Linked DNA regions of Anser cygnoides: region 2 is linked to region 1. Evidence: chromatin contacts called from public Hi-C data. All regions are on one chromosome and are shown on one strand. The core of a region is the stretch at or near the end of the contact, and the rest is flanking DNA. Distances in the headings are between cores, read along the strand shown.

Evidence for each region. A called contact is a pair of places that touch in the nucleus more often than the background predicts.
Region 2: a contact with region 1 is called in a Hi-C map of liver, with 2.0 times the contacts expected there. The contact joins the promoter of MRPL35 here to the promoter of THNSL2 in region 1. A contact is called at or near these places in 2 of 7 Hi-C or Micro-C datasets (both in liver).

What each region holds. Positions count from the first base shown.
Region 1 is chr4:5,981,438-5,989,088 of Taihu_goose_T2T_genome, reverse strand. It overlaps THNSL2 (threonine synthase like 2), which reads left to right and starts at 4,417. Exons shown (of 9, transcript XM_048081105.2): 1 at 4,417-4,546; 2 at 6,723-6,950; 3 at 7,638-7,651. The coding sequence starts at 6,728.
Region 2 is chr4:6,274,160-6,281,810 of Taihu_goose_T2T_genome, reverse strand. MRPL35 (mitochondrial ribosomal protein L35) reads left to right here and starts at 4,082. Exons shown (of 4, transcript XM_048047898.2): 1 at 4,082-4,240; 2 at 4,376-4,547; 3 at 5,576-5,720; 4 at 5,937-6,300. The coding sequence starts at 4,210. The coding sequence ends at 6,125. IMMT (inner membrane mitochondrial protein) reads right to left here and starts at 4,023. Exons shown (of 13, transcript XM_066995556.1): 1 at 3,867-4,023. The coding sequence starts at 3,984. It overlaps REEP1 (receptor accessory protein 1), which reads right to left. Exons shown (of 10, transcript XM_066995563.1): 10 at 7,112-7,651.

The sequences.
Region 1 (7,651 bases), core at 3,168-5,667:
TTGAGCCATAGCTCTAATTTAGGCTTTGAACTCCAAAAAGGACTTCACAGTCAGAGCGCTGTGTGAACACAGGCACTTTGCTCCAGCCCAGGATGGGGCACCTGGCAGCCTTGCAGGAGTCTTGGACAGCATTCTTGCACCTCTTCTTATCTACCCCACGGGTGACTGCCCAGACTTTCTGAAGCCTTTTCTTTCTCCTCAGTGCTTTGGGAAGCTGGGGCTGGGCACTACACTTGGATTTTCTTAGCCAACATAGGAAGGGTTGCAAGCCAGCTGTTGCTGATTCAGTCATGGATTCCTTTAACGCAAACCCAGGAGAGAACCCCCAAAACCATTTTTTGAAGAGTTTGGTCACAAGCTTGTCACAATCACCGATCCCCATGTGGGTTTCCTTCTGTCTTAAGCCATATTATTCCTTGGGCCATCTCTATTTCTGCTGTGCTTGTACCTGGCAACTTGGCCTGCTGCCCACTTTTCACATCTTTGGTTTGGTTACCTCTAACCTTGAGGAACAAAGGTTTCTTTAAGCAGGCCACATGGCTGCATTGCTTCAAAAGGCTGGACAGGATGGGAAAAGATGCTTCTGCTGCAATAAACTCCCTGTCCTTCTTGGTATTTGCCAGATTTTCATTGGGCTGCATTACCAAGACGGCACTTAGATGAAATATGGCACCTTTCCCAGCTTTACAGCTTTTTTTTTTTTTTTTCCTTTTTAATGGTCTTGATGGTCTCCTGGAATCAACATCAGCCTGTCTGGCTCCAAGCTGTACCTTCCAAACCGTAGACACGCAAGCGCCAGTTCGAATTGCTTTAGATTAGATATGCCAGTATCAGAGCCTCGATAAGACTGCCGAAAGCGGCAGCTTGTACAGAGCGCTGCAGCTTGATAACACTTTCTATTAATGCCGAAATTCAGTGAAGGGCAGCCCCTGTCATCAGCCGTGTCCCTTTAGGACAAAGGTCCCAAAGGGAGCAAAGTCCCTGTATTGCTTCTCCAGGGACAAGGCGGAGATCTCCATGATAACATGAAACCTATCACTGCCTCACCTCGGCTTGCCAATGATCCCCCGGGTAGCGGAGCGCCCAGAAGAGCTGGCTGTGGCTGTTGGTACCCATGGTGGGACAAGGCTGTCCTTCATCCCACCACCCAGTTTAGAGAGTCGAGGAACAGGGTCTGAAAATGGCGTCATTGCTCATGGAGATAGTTTGTGCTAGGGCAGGGAAAGAAAATGTTGGGAGAGAAATGGAGCCATTCACCATTATGTGTTTGAGTGAGGATGGTCTGGAAGAGCCCCTCAGGGCAGTGAATATTCAACCCATGCAAATGCATTTCATCTCGTCCCATCACACATCTGCAGTGCAGGTATCTCCATCTGGTCTGGGGGCATGAAGAGCCCCTGAGACACAGCGGGGATAAGCGAACCTTTGTCTGACCAAGTGGAGACTTGCACGTTGGGATGAGAAGAGTGGCGGTAACAGAGTGCCTCCAGGCCGTCAGGTGAAATCCATCCCGGAGGGACACCCGGTTGTCACTCTGAGACAGTGCTCACCCCTCCAGCTGGCCTTGATCCTGATTTATTAAACACGGTGGCTCACTTAATGAGTGCTCACAGTGGATGGCAGCAATTAGTCAAGGAGAGCTTCTCAGGCCCATACGGGCACGAGTGCCGAGGCACCACACTGCTGTGAGGAGGGCAGAGCGAGAGGCTGAGTGCGGCCTGAGAGCATCCAAACGTGCAGCAGGTTCACGGCCAGGGAGGCACTCCATGGGAAATGACCACGGTGCCAGCGAGCCCAGAGCTGTGGACAAAGTCCAGAATTGCCACCGTGCACGTCCTGCTTGGTGCTTCTGCCACATTTACGATGCTCAAAGCACCTCTGTAAGCACAGGTATCTCTGCTTTATACACGATGAAGTGCCCAGAGACTGAGTGACTTTCCCAAAGGAAAGCTGATAAAGAAAACGTGCTGTAACTGTGTGGCTACTGCAGCATCTTCCTCCTCCTCCTCCTTGTTCATCTTCCTGCCTGGCTGGCAGTGACAGAACCCACATCCCGTGTGACTGCAGATTTGGAGATAAAATTTGGCCCTATTAATGCGATCTTGGCAGAGCAGGACCGGATTGCACAACCTCCTGGAGAAAGGCAAGGGTGTGTTTGGTGTCTCACCGAGGGAGTGAGCATTGCACAATCCCATCCTCACACTCCCTTTCTGCTCTGTCCTTACGAGTGGGTCCTGCACTTTGGTCTCTAAGACCCAAACCACAACACAGATGTCCTTGAGCCCGTTGTGAGACACCTCACAGCAGGAAAGAGTCACACCTAGCCCTGGCGAAAGGGCTGACATGCTGGCTGCTCTTGGCACTGCGAAATCACCACGGGTCGGGGTGGAAAACTGCGTGTGTGTGTACACAGTTGTGCGCAGGGACAGGTGGCCCACATGGAAGTCCTACCTCATGTCAGCTGAGATGCCTACAATTCATGTCGGATTTAGAAAGAGGGGAGAAAAGCCAAGTTTACCGGAATAGAAGTGCAGCTCCTAGCACTTTGATTCACTTGCAGTTGTACATTTCTGCCTTGTACCTCCTTGAGGTGAAGCTTGAAGATATGAGTCGGGGTGCATGCTTGCCCGTGCAGCTGCAGATGCTCTCTGCAACCCTCCTAGCCCCCTTCCTGCTACGGATCCCAAACCTCACCAATATGTGAGGTTCGGGCCCGCCACCTCTGAGAAAGGCAAAAATTAAATGTTTTGATTTCTGGCCCAAACCTTACAGGTTCTACCCCAAAACTCCCTGTTTCCTCTGTAAAAACTCAAACTTCTGTGCCTGAGAGGGGAGGGGATGCATGGCTTCTTCACCTACCTCCAGTGACAGGCTTACACATTTTTTCCCTACAGGGATGTACTCCGGTAGGAAATGGCATTGCAAAACCTCAAACATCCTTATCAGCCATTTGCTGGACCTGCCCAGAATTGCTTGGGCTGTTTATAGATATGAAAGCTTTTTTTGCGTATGCAGTTTGCAGACATCAGCCAGCTCACGGGCAGAGACAGGACTAGGAGAGAAAGGCATTTTTGTGGCGTTGAGGCCATCTTTGTGCTTTATGATTAAACGTGGCACCTTCTAGTCCTGGTTGTGAGTTGGGGTCTTTTGACGTGCCCCTTTCTGAGTTTCTGCCAGGCTGTAGGCTGCAGGGACCCCCAGAGAAGAGAGACTGTGCTGGAAGAAGGGTGAACATAGAATCATATTTACGAAAAGGGATAAACCCCCAGGACACTCAGGGAGAAGATGGCGTGAAGATGAAGAACACCTTTCCCACCACAGAATCATTTAGGACAGAAAAGACCCCTAAGATCACCAAATCCAACTGAAAACTGCGACGAGTTGCTGCATTTGCTCAGGCCACCCAGCTCCGTAACCCGGCCTCCTGCCAAAGGACATCTCCTGTGCCTCCCCTTCCTCAGCTCTACAAAACAGGGCTCTTCGGAGCCGTGTTTCTTGCTGCTGCCTGAAACTGCGGCTGAGCACCGTGGCCTGGGTGCAGTGAAGGCGAAATGCCCTGTGTGAGGTGTGAGAGTGACTGCAACCAGGGCAAGGCTGCCTTTGTGCATCTCCTCCCTGGACGCAAGGCGTTGCCGCCATCTAGTGATAGAGGATTCATCGGTGGCTGGCGGAACCTGGGGTCTGCAGCTCTCCCGGGCCTGGGGATGCTTTGGTGGAGGTATAGAAAGGGCACCCAAACCCAGCTTCTCACTGCTACATATGCCTTTCTGTTTTCTTACTCTTTGCTACGCTTCAGGATGCCTTTCGTGGGTAGAGAGGTTGAGGAAATCCAACCTGGACGGATGGAAACTGATGGAAACTGTTAAAAAAAGCTGGAAAAGTGACACAGTAGCTTTGGTTAGTGTTTGCAAACACAGCTGATTTCTGATAGGCAAGTCCAAAGAGCAACTGAGCACCCATCAACTCCTCAGGAACATACAAGGTCCAAAGTGGAAGTGCACATCCAAGCAGAAACACGGAGGCACTGGGCAGTACCAGGTTAATCAAAGGCTGTTACATCTTCCAGATCTTGGGTCTGCTACCGCAGCTGACAAGGAAATGATAATTCCAAAAATGAAAGCACGGAGATTGCAGGGCAGGGCATGGGAAAAGCCCTCCCGAGAAATGGCACGGCCCACGTGCTCCTTGTGCTCACCTCTGGCCGCCACATAAGCAGTACTTAGCTCATCCCCAGCTGCAGCAGTAGCAAATGCTGACATCCGCCACGGCATTAACCCATGACCTCGTTAGCAAGAGCTATCACCACTGACAGGCACGGGGCGTAGTTAAAGCTGCATCAGCAGCCTTGAGACTATTTATTTACAAGCACAGAGCAGCAGGTATCCAGTTTTTTTTTTATTATTATTATTTTTTATATTTTTTTTTCAGGGGTCCTGTATGTGCTACATTGTAAGCTCTTCACTTGAAAAAAAAATACTTTTAGATGAAGCAGTGAAATAATCTCATGCAGCTAATTCACACGTGAGAAGTCTTAGATATATATGAGGTAAATGCCTGGAGGTGCCAGTGGTGGGAGAGGTGAGGTGACCCTGCAGGGTCATGTCACTTGTGAAGATGATCATATACGCGTTGGTAATATTGAATTATGTTGGTAACAAAAATTATCAGCTTGTGTGGGTTTTCCTAGGGATTTGATCCTTCCCTTGTTCTGCTGAAGGTTCTGCTCAAACTGTGCTCTGCCTCTGCATGAACCCCAAATTCAGCACGCTCTCATGGCAGAAGGAAGAGATCAGGGCAGAAGAGACAAACCACGTACCCTGCAGCTCTCAGTGTTTTATTCATTTCTATCATTTTGCTGTCCTGCCCAGAAATGCTATTTATTTTTTATTTATTATTTTGTGCGTGTGTGTGAGCTGCTGCTGAAACGTGATGGAGAAAAATACCCTTCCAGAGCAGGTAAACAAGGGATTAATAACTAACTGGAGCATGTATTAATAGATCACTTACCTTCTGAAAATACACAGGGCATTAAAAACTTATGGGACTGAAAACATCTATTGAGACCACTGTGGCACTGCGGGATTTGCCCTGCATGTCAGGGCCAGCTTGAGGTAAGTGGCCCGTGTCCCCAAAACAGGGTCCTCGGGTGACCCCAGGGCTTTTGGTGACTCCAGGAAGCACCAGGGACGGCCCTGGGGAGGTTTCACAACTGACTGAAGCCCGAGCTGTCCCTGGAGAGCAAGGTCCTGCCTTGCCAATTCCAGTCCCCCTGTGAACCGGCCTGGGATGGGGACAGACCCTGATCAAGGGGTTGGGAGCCCGTAACGTGAAACTCTTACGGTGAGGAGACGGGGGCAGCTTGGGTGATAGTTTGTATAATAAATTCAGGGATCTGTTGTTGGCTGGTCTCTGAGATGTGGTGAATTTGGAGACTACCAGCATTGCTCCGTCCCACTGGGTAGCCTCGCTCGCTGGTAGCCGGGCTGGTTGGAGCAGTGATGTGTTTTGGGTCGGTTTCTGGCACTTTGGAGGCAGCGTGTCCCTTCTGTCCCATGAGCTTTCTGACTCACAGCCGGTGGTAACCAGGCACCCTCTGCACCTTGCCTTACTGGGCTCCAGTCCCTGCACCTGCTGCAGCTGTGCATGCAGCCCCATACAGGCACTAACCGAGGAAAACCAGGCAAGGAAATCAAGTAAAAATCAAGAAAAGGGACGCACAGCCCTTCCCTGCCTCAGTTTCCCCACGGAGGGACGGCGCTGCTCCAAGTCACAGCCTCCCAGGGTGAACTGCATGGTGGGAAGGCACTCACGGAGCTTTCTGATCCTACTTCCTGCAGATTTAACCTTAAATTTAAACCCAACCCGGGGCCTGCCCTGCTGAACTCCGAGCTTTCCCCTCCAACCATGGACCCCCCCCCGCCCCGCGCCTGGCCGCCATTTCCCGGCCCTGCTCCCGCCTCCGCCCCCTCACGGCCCCGGAGCCGTGGCCGAGCTGATCCGGGTTAAAGGCTGGTTGTTTACCACCTCTGGAAGCTTTTTTTTCCCCCTTTGTCTGCTCTTGTGGGGCAGCTCTGAAGGGTAATTGTGTGTGTGTGTGTCGGGGGACGGGTTGGTTGCTTTGGCAAGGAGGGGAAATTTGGAAGGAACGAAAGCATTGTGCACAAGGTGCTGGGGCAGAAAGCCCTGCAGGCTCAAAGCCCCAGACCTTGCGGATACCTTTATGAAAAAGAAAAAAGGGGATCCTGGAAGTTTGTTGTACTTGTCGCGCAAATCCTGTCCTTGCTTTAACCCTTTTGAACAAAATCAGGCTGCACTAGATGCATAATCCTTCCCCCCTTTCCTCCGCTTTCTCTCTCCCTCTTACTCCCCTCCCTGTTTTCCCTGTTTCCTCCTTTACTGTTTTTTAAAGAGATTCTTATTTGCTTATTTTTATTTTAAAGCTCCAGCCTTTGCACGTAGCCTGTAGGGGACGTCAGGTGCAGGCACGGTGCCTGCTGCAGCAGCAGGGACGTGTCCGGATCAGGGGAAGCCCGACAAGAGGGCTCCTCGCAGCCCCCTGGGTGCAAACCCCACTCAGCGCTTCCACTGCCCACAAAATACCCCACAACGCTGCCCTCCGGCTGTGTGTGTCCACATTGGAGGTGTCTGGGAGGTCTGCTTGGGCGTTCCTAATGGGGCGGCTGCTCTGGGGTCCTGGCAGTGACCGTGGTGTCCCCCAACAGCACCCATGGAGTATGTCAGCACACGGGGAGGCTCGAGGGCTGTCGACTTCGAGGGAGCCCTCTTCTCCGGCTACGCTCCTGACGGCGGCCTCTTCATGCCCCGGAGCATCCCCTCACTGGACGGGGCCACCCTGCAGCGCTGGAGCCGCCTCTCCTACCCCGAGCTGGTGAAGGAGCTGTGCTCCCTCTTCATCGCGCCCGAGCTGGTCCCGCGGAGCGCCCTCAACGGTGAGCCTCAACCGGGCGGTGGGAGCTATTAGCAGGGACGTGTGTGAGGATTTTGGGGTGTTTGGATGCTTCCACCTGCATTAGCCCCATCCTCTTGCAGCCCCCAGAGGATGGAGCCAGCTGCACCATCGCCTGATCCGTTTTCTTCCCTCTTTTCCCTCGCCTTGCTGGGGCTTGTTACCTTCTGGACAAGGTGTTCCCTATGTGCTGGGGACTGTGGTGATCGCAGCAGCGGTAGCTGGTGCTGTGGCACTGCTGACTGCTGGGAAACTGCTGTGCTGGCTCCAGACCTGATATCCCATCAGGGTTTGCTGCTGCTCCATGCTTTATAACGTTTTTAAGCCATCCCTTCCACCAGAGGGCAGCTACAACCTCTGTCTCAACAGGGTGCTGTAATAAAACTTGGGTTTCCTTTATTTTATGTTTTAACGCAGTTTGCTTTGATTGTGTCAGGTTTCCCCTAGGGGTACCCACTGTAGAGCTATTGAAGGCAACAGAGCACGTCTATATTCCTCCTAACAGCTAAGAATAACTTGTTGGATATCTGTCACCTCTCCAGCAACTGGGAGTCTTTGGGTTCGCAGAAAGCTTCCCAGGAGCATAAAGAGCACAGACGCAGGAAGCCACCGATCAAAAACAGTAGTTCTCTGCCTAGTCTGACATCCTCTTTAATCCTCTTCCCTCTAGATCTGATTGACAGG
Region 2 (7,651 bases), core at 2,833-5,332, 290 kb before region 1:
CGTTTCAGGTCAGCTTGTTCCACCGCCACGTCTCACGCGGGCTCCAAAGGCAGGCAGCAGCCAGCGCAAGGGCAGCGATGCTGGAGTTTTTTCTCCCCCCAGACAACAGACTTTTCGCAAGAGCAGCTTAAGGGCATCTTAAGAAATAATTAGTCATTTTGAAAAACAAGCAAAGAACATCCCAAGATATTTCTGCTACTGTTTTCCCTGTTTGTGTTCCCTTCCTCCCGTCCGTGTGGCACAACTGCATCAGTTTGGGTTCTCTCCAGCAGCCTCACGAGCTACCACAGCTCAGCTGTGACTGCAAAACACCAGAGCTGCTTAAACACTTATGCCTTGCTTTGAAGGCACAATTTCTTCTTCAGCTCCCACACCAAGACTTTCTCTAAAAGAACTACGAACACACCTCTATCGAAACAGAGACGGGATTATAATAGAAATGAAGTTACTGTATGAGGGGCGATACATCGCCACATTCTACTTAACACAAATAACACGACCCAAGATGTTTATCTCCTGTTTTAGCCCAAAAAGCAGATTTACCAGAAAGACTGCTTAAGATACTCTAATCCTGAGAATGAGGAGAAGCACTGCCCCCTCCGTTTTTCTTTTTCCACATGTCAATTGCTAAAAGAGGAACACAGGGCTCAAGGGAGATCCGTGCACGACTCACAAAAGGATCGCTTCCCACAGCTGCAGTACTTTGGGCAACTAGAAAATTACAAAATAAAAATAAAAATCAATGAACAAGAATCAGGGGATGCTTCGCTAAACCCCGACCCAAGAAGAAAGCCTTCTCTGTTTCCTTCTGCGTAGGGCAACACGTAACAAGCACGCGTCTTGGGGGTCAGGTCCCATCCTTATCCGACACCGCAGAGGAAAGGCAGGCACGCTGAACTCCTATTTTTTTCCAGAAAGTCAGCCAAAACTCTCTGATTAGTAACAGGAGGGCGTGGACGGTGAGAGGAAACCAGCATTTCTTACCCCTGAGTCCTTCGCAAGCCTTAGCTGATCTTCTCATTTACAACAGAGTAAGGGAGACAACGTTTTCTGGGTTGGTTTTCTGGCTGAATTTCCACTCCCTTCTAAAACCCTGGGTCTGTGGCGCCGTGACCAGCCCTCACCTGGAAATGAGCCTTCGCCCAGAGCCTCGTCAAGCTTCTTCACAGTGCAGCAAGATGAGAGCAAGCCAAATGCAGGCCACAGGAGCAGCAAACTACAACCTTTAACTGCCGGTATTTTATAAGCAGAAACCCACTCTCGTTTTCTTCCCTCTCACCAAAATACACTATTCCCTCCAAAAAAAACAGCGGCAATTTTTTAAAGCTGTACTGCTTGCCTTTTGCCACTAAAAATCTTGCTTAAATCCACTACATCGCCCTAATTTGGAAAATCAGGAGGAGTTTCTCATCTCCCCATTGAATCATTAGCAGGTGCTTATTACCAATAAAAAATCCCCTCAGTAGGGAACCCAGCAGGGAGCACACATCCCTGCAGCAGGGCACTGAGAGCAGCTGCGGCCATTTCCTCCCCCTCCAGCACTCCCATGTGCTGTTTCCTTCACCTAACTCCTTTAATACTCATTATTTCACATTTTTTATCCACTGTTAAGTCATTGCAAGACCACTTTGCAGAGCACTTCGTACCTTCAGTGCAGGCAGCATACAGAACCCAGTGAGTCCAGCATTTGGGGTTACCCACGGGAGATTGTCTCCCTGGCAAGGCGCTCGGGGCAGGCAGGGCACAGCAGGACTTCATTAGAGAAACCACCCCCGCCTTGAACGTAGACTTCAGGCACAAGTTCAAATACCCAGACAGAGCTCAAGGGCACGCCACCCTCCGAGTTCATTCAGCCCGAGCTAAAGCCGTCCTCGTTCTCCACGCTGCATCTGCGCAGGAGGCAGCCCGCAGGGCACAACGCGGGATTTGTGTGCTTAAATAAGAGCAAAAGAGAAACTTCAGGGGAAGTCGGTCCGCGTAATGAGAGAGGTTATGTGCAACAAGGGCATCTGACTGCAGAACCGAACTTCACAATCGTGCAATTGGGGAAAATAACCCAAGGCTGCAGCTCCGACAGGAGCATCAGCAGCGAGGATCTTTCCCCAAAAGCAACGCAACGCAGGCCAGCCACAGGGAGCACCCTCTATCACCCCGCTGGTGCCCACAGGCCCCACAGGCGTTACATGGCATTACTGCCAACAGAGTTCTCCCTCCTTGTGAGAAATTCCTTAACGTCACCTCACATCAGGCTAGAGGCCACAATTCTGCATCTCCTGCAAAACCAGCGCTGTAACACATTCGTTTCTTACACCTAGTTTCTTTTTTTGCCAACCGAAAGGGACAGCTTTTAGCTGCAGAAACCCCAGGGGACCAGCAGCTGCCTGTACACGTACGTGTAATGGAGTGCTGAGAGCTTCCCCACCAGGTGAACGCTCAGGTGATCCCACTTGCCTGCAAACACGCCTCTGCTATTCAAACTAAGTCTCCTTTATCAAGCAATCGAGAAACATGATTAGGGATGAAGAAAAAAACTCATTTTTTAAAGTAAGGAAAGAAATTGCAAGGGTACGGATAAAAAAGCTCCACGGAATGCTCTGGCATCTCCGTGTCTGCAGCTTTTCCATCGAACTTTTATAGACTGAAGGCACGCTTCCAAACTCCAGAGCACAACACCCCATTCTCCAGAGCTGCACAGTCATTCTAGATGTACCCTTACAGACTGAACACGTGCACAGGGATGTGAGAGACAAACATCTGTGACAGCCTGCTTTCTGTCTTCTCATCTCCTGGCTCAAACCTTCCCCAGGCCCTCGCTTCAGCAGGCATCGGATGACCTGGGCAGAACTCTCCCGGCCTTATAAAGCTGCAAGAGGAAACGCCGGCTGCTGGGGTGGGAGAGGCTGTAACGGGACACACTTCATCCACAGAGCGCGTGGATAGGAAGAGTAACGAAACTGGAATAGAGTCGAATATAAAAGTGATTTGATCTTTTTATTTTTGTGTACTACTGTTAGGCAGATCCCCGAAATAGAAGCCGAGGCCTTTGTGGAGGTGTTAGCCTCGTCTACGAACCCTTCCATCTTCCAGAAGCGAGTGGCTGCTTTAAAAAGGCTTCATACCCCACAACCACGTGGGGAGAGCATCGTGAGGACAGGAAAGGCCCAGAAGAGAAGCGCACAGGGGGAATTTTTCACCCTGGCATCCCTCCTGCTCCTTTTTTGCGTTGTACCCACGGGCACCACATACGAGGGGGGACGGCAGCGACCGCGGGCACCCCTCAGACCCCTCGCGACCCCCTTAGGTCTCCTCACAGCCCCCTCCGGCAGCCAGCTGCTAGACGCCCCGGCCCAAGGTCACGTCCTTCCCCGCCGCCCCACGGGCCCGGCCCCCCGCCGCCAGCCCCGCCGTGTGCCCCGGCCGGGCCCCGCCGGTGTCGGCCGCCCCCCAGCGCGGCCCCGGCCCCCCTCGGGGACCCCCCCTTCAAGGAAGCCACCACAGGCCCTGCGCCCAACGGACTACAACACCCAGCATGCAGCGCGGCACCCGTCAGCCCCCGCTACGCCCGGTCGGAGACGGGCGGGGGACTACAAGGCCCGGCATGCCTCGCGCGCCCGGCTCCGCTCAGCACCAAGCAGACCCCGCGCGCTGCTCGCCGGGATTTGTAGTGCGCCCCATCAACGCGCCCGCCCCCCGAGCCGCCTCATTGGCTCCCGCGGCTGTCCCTCAGCAGCCCGGCAGCCAATGGCGGCCCGCGCGCGCGGAGTCATTGCGAGACGACGGAGCGGCGCTCAGAGGACGTGCCGTGCCTCGGCCCCGCGGCGGGCGGCCCGGGGCTCCCCCGCCTCGCCGCGCTCCCCCCCGCTCACCTGCGCGGCCACCGCGCCGCCCGCCCGCCGCCACGCCCGCAGCATCGCCCCGTGTGCGCCTCCGCCGCCGGCACCGCCCGCCTCCGCCCCTCACCGCCAGGAACCGGGCAGCGCGCATGCGCGGGGGGGCGGGCAGAGCGGGAAGAGAGTGACGGGCAGCGTGGCCAATCAGAAGGCGAGGAGGTGATGACGCAGCCAGGAGGAGGGCGGCCGCCATTTTAGAGCGCGGCGTGAGGCGGAGCGGGGCCGCGGCTCCTCCCGGGCCCGTCAGCGCCGCCCCCAGCGCGGGGCTCCCGGGGCCCTCCCCTGGCGCCGCTCCGCCTCCTCCTGCGGCGGCCGGGACATGGCGGCGGCGCTGCGCGGGGCTGTGGCGGGTCGGTGGCTGAGGGAGGGGGGCGGTGGCGGCGGCCATGTTGTGGGGGGGGGGCAGCGCGGCGCCTTCGAAATGGCGGCGCCTCGCCTGGCCTCGCCTCAGGGCCGCCGCCTGTGAGGGCTGTGCTTCTCCGCAGGGCTCCTCCGGCCGCTCGGCAGCTGGGCCCCGCGGGCAGCCCGAGGTGTCGGCGCGGGGCGAGGTGTGCCCCTGAGGGGATTCGGGCGGCTGCGGGAGGCGGCGCCGCTCGGGAAGGGGCTGGGGCCCCTCGGGAGCCTGCCCGCTGGGGGCTTCCCCTCCGTCCTCGGCAGGTAGGGTATGGCCTGCGCGGTGCTGGAGCGATTCTGGTGTGGGGGTGAAGCCTCTGGGGGTGCGGTGGGGTCAGGAGGCAGGTAGGCGCTGCGCTGTGCTGCCTCCCCTCAGCGAGAGCTCACCAGCAAAGCAAGGGAAGGATGGAAGAGGCGAGGAACAGATCTTCACAGAATCATTGATCCTGGAAGAGATTTTCAAGACCACCTGGTCCAACCACCCCCCTACCACCAATGTCACCACTAACCCATGTCCCCAGGCACCAGGCCCAACCTCTCCTCGAACACTCCCAGGGGCAGTGACGCCACCACCTCCCTGGGCAACCCGTCCCAATGCCTGACTGCTCTTTCTGAGAAGAAATGTCTCCTCATTTCCAACCTGAACCTCCCCTGGCACAACTTGAGGCCATTCCCTCTAGTCCTATCACTAGTTACTCTGTGAGAAGAGGCCGACCCCCAGCTCCCCACAGCTCTCCCCTTTCAGGCAGTTGTTTTCACCAAGTTTAGCCCCTCCTTGGCACCTCAGCAAAGAAGCAGGTGGCCTCTTTCTTGGCTGAGAAGCTTCTTACTGCTTTTTGGTATCTCAAAACAATTATAATCCCAAGTCTTCCACTTGTATTGAGCATAATGTTTGAAGGAGGATGTAAAACAGAATGTGCTTTGGTAGGTGTAGACTTGACTTTACAAATAGGTTTGTTGTAATCGCTTTCCTTTGCTGATCGTTAACGTTCTAAAAGTTCTGAATGCCAATAACAGTTGAGTATGTTTGCTCTTGAGTATTTAACCACGCTTTTAGTAGATGGAAAAGCTGTTCTACAGTAGCTTCAAGATGAATTTATTTCATTTGGAATTCAGTTAGCATTGATACCTAACGCTTGTTGAATGACATGTTGCAATGTGAGCTGAATTTTTGTTAACCCTCAAACAAGTCAGAGCACTTCTGATTTCTCATTATGTGAAAAATCCAATGACTGGCTTAATGAAAGAGTTGTTTCATTCCTGTTCTATTTCCCCCCTTTTTTTTCCTTTAGAGTCACACCTCTACTTCCAACTATACTTCAGCAGCCAGTGAGGACCGTCACTTACTACAGTTTACGGAAAGGAAAGAGGAAAACTGTGAAAGCTGTCATCGACAGGTTTCTCCGGCTGCATAATGGCCTTTGGGTGAGGAGAAAGGTAAGATTTTTTTTCAAGGAACACAAGCTTTGTGTTCACAGACAGCAGGCTGTTTTCCTTCCATCAGGAGGCAGTAGCTAGTATGGAAGTGTGCACAGGGAGACTCCTGACTTCCTGAAAGTGGGGGATTTATCCAGGTTTGCTTATCAGTATTGCTATATATGCATATCGGCTGGCAGCAACCTGCTTAATTTCTTCTGTATTTTCTTCTGACAGTCTGGGTACAAGAAGAAATTGTGGAAGAAGTCTTCTGCCCAGAAGAAGCGTTTGAGAGAGATGGTGCTGTGCACTAGAACGCAATGTAAGCTCCTCGATAAAATGACCACTTCTTTCTGGAAAAGAAGAAACTGGTATGTTGATGATCCCTACCAGAAGTACCATGACCGCACAAATCTTCGTGTGTAGAAATTGTTATTTTTTGCATCTTTCTACGAAAGAGGCGGTGTCTTGTGTGGTATGGCCCCGGTATCTTAATTTTAGATCATAAATCTAATGTGTTACTTTTATAAATAAACATACGCGTATCATTGGATCAGAATTCTGGGTATTGGGGCCCAAAATAAAGGAATATTCAAGACTACTTGGAGCACCAATTTGTGTTTTACTTAACAGAGGGTGAGAGCTGAACTTGTCACCTAAGTGTTCTGCAGTCTGCTGGTTTCATGCGGTTGTGTGTAAGATTGTATATGTGGATGAATGCAGCCTAAAATAAAAGGTAGCAGATAACTCAAATTACTTAATTTTTTTTAAAGAAACACGTTTAACCTCAGGATATTTTTTGTCCCTACTTGTTGGTAGCTTGCTACCAAGGAGAGAAAGAAGAGTGGGATTTTGTTTTGGTGTTGCTGCCTGTTAGGGTACCATATGAATTGTTGCCATGTCTCCGTGTTAGCATAGGAAAGATGGTGCTTCATGGTTACTTGTGGTTTTGATAACCGATTAAAAACACATTAGCCAGATTTCATAGCAGAACTCCATTATGGGACTGGAATTTTGTATTTTGTATTGGTTTTTGAGTAGTGGAATTGCTTCATTGGGTCCTGTTCTACACCCGCAAGCAGTCAGCTCTGAGTATTTTCTTGTTTTTTACACACTGCACATCTCTGCTCGTGTGCGTACAAAAGACTACCACGGATTTATTATGGGGCCCTCTGGCAATGTAAGTTGCAGCTCGTCTCTGGTTTCAGTAAGGAAGCTTTCTCTGTAAAAGGCTTTCTCTGTAAAGCTGGTAACTTCAGCAATTGTGTGAAATACAGTTGCTTCGAAACATTTCCTAATAATTAACCCCTTATTAATTAGGTGCTCCCTGTTTGTCAGCTCCAGAGCCACCTGCACAGCAGGAGATGGCTGGCTACACGAGGCTGTAGATTTCAATGAATTCACTGGTTACGCAGAGTGTTCAGTAGCTGTATTTTTTTTCCAGTTCATCATACAGAAAAGTTCTGAAGGACATGCAGCACTTAGTGAATACATCTATATACAGTCAGCCAGAATCGAGATAAAAATCATACAGCAGTCAAAGTAATTATTCTGGCCTGCCAGATACATTGAACAGACTAAGGATGTTGTCTTCTTTATTTTCCTTAAAGAAAAGATTAAGACTTTATTCCAGATGTATATCGAGCAGTGTAACAAAACCAGCAAAACGTCAGCCTTTGGAACCGTGACGGCCGTTCTCGGGAGGCGTCGGCTGGACCATTTCAGCACAGGGCTTTTCTGCTGGTCGCAGCAAAGAAATCACATGGGGTGCACAGCGATGATCCTTACTTAGTTTGGATAAACGCAAAGCCCGACACCGTGTTCTCTACTTCAAGTACAATGCCAGATGCGTAACAGGTACCCGAAACAAACAGCAGGAAGGAGACTGTGATTAACGAGCGCTCTGTCACGAGTACAAGGGCTTCGTTACGCGGGAACATGGAGTTCAGGGA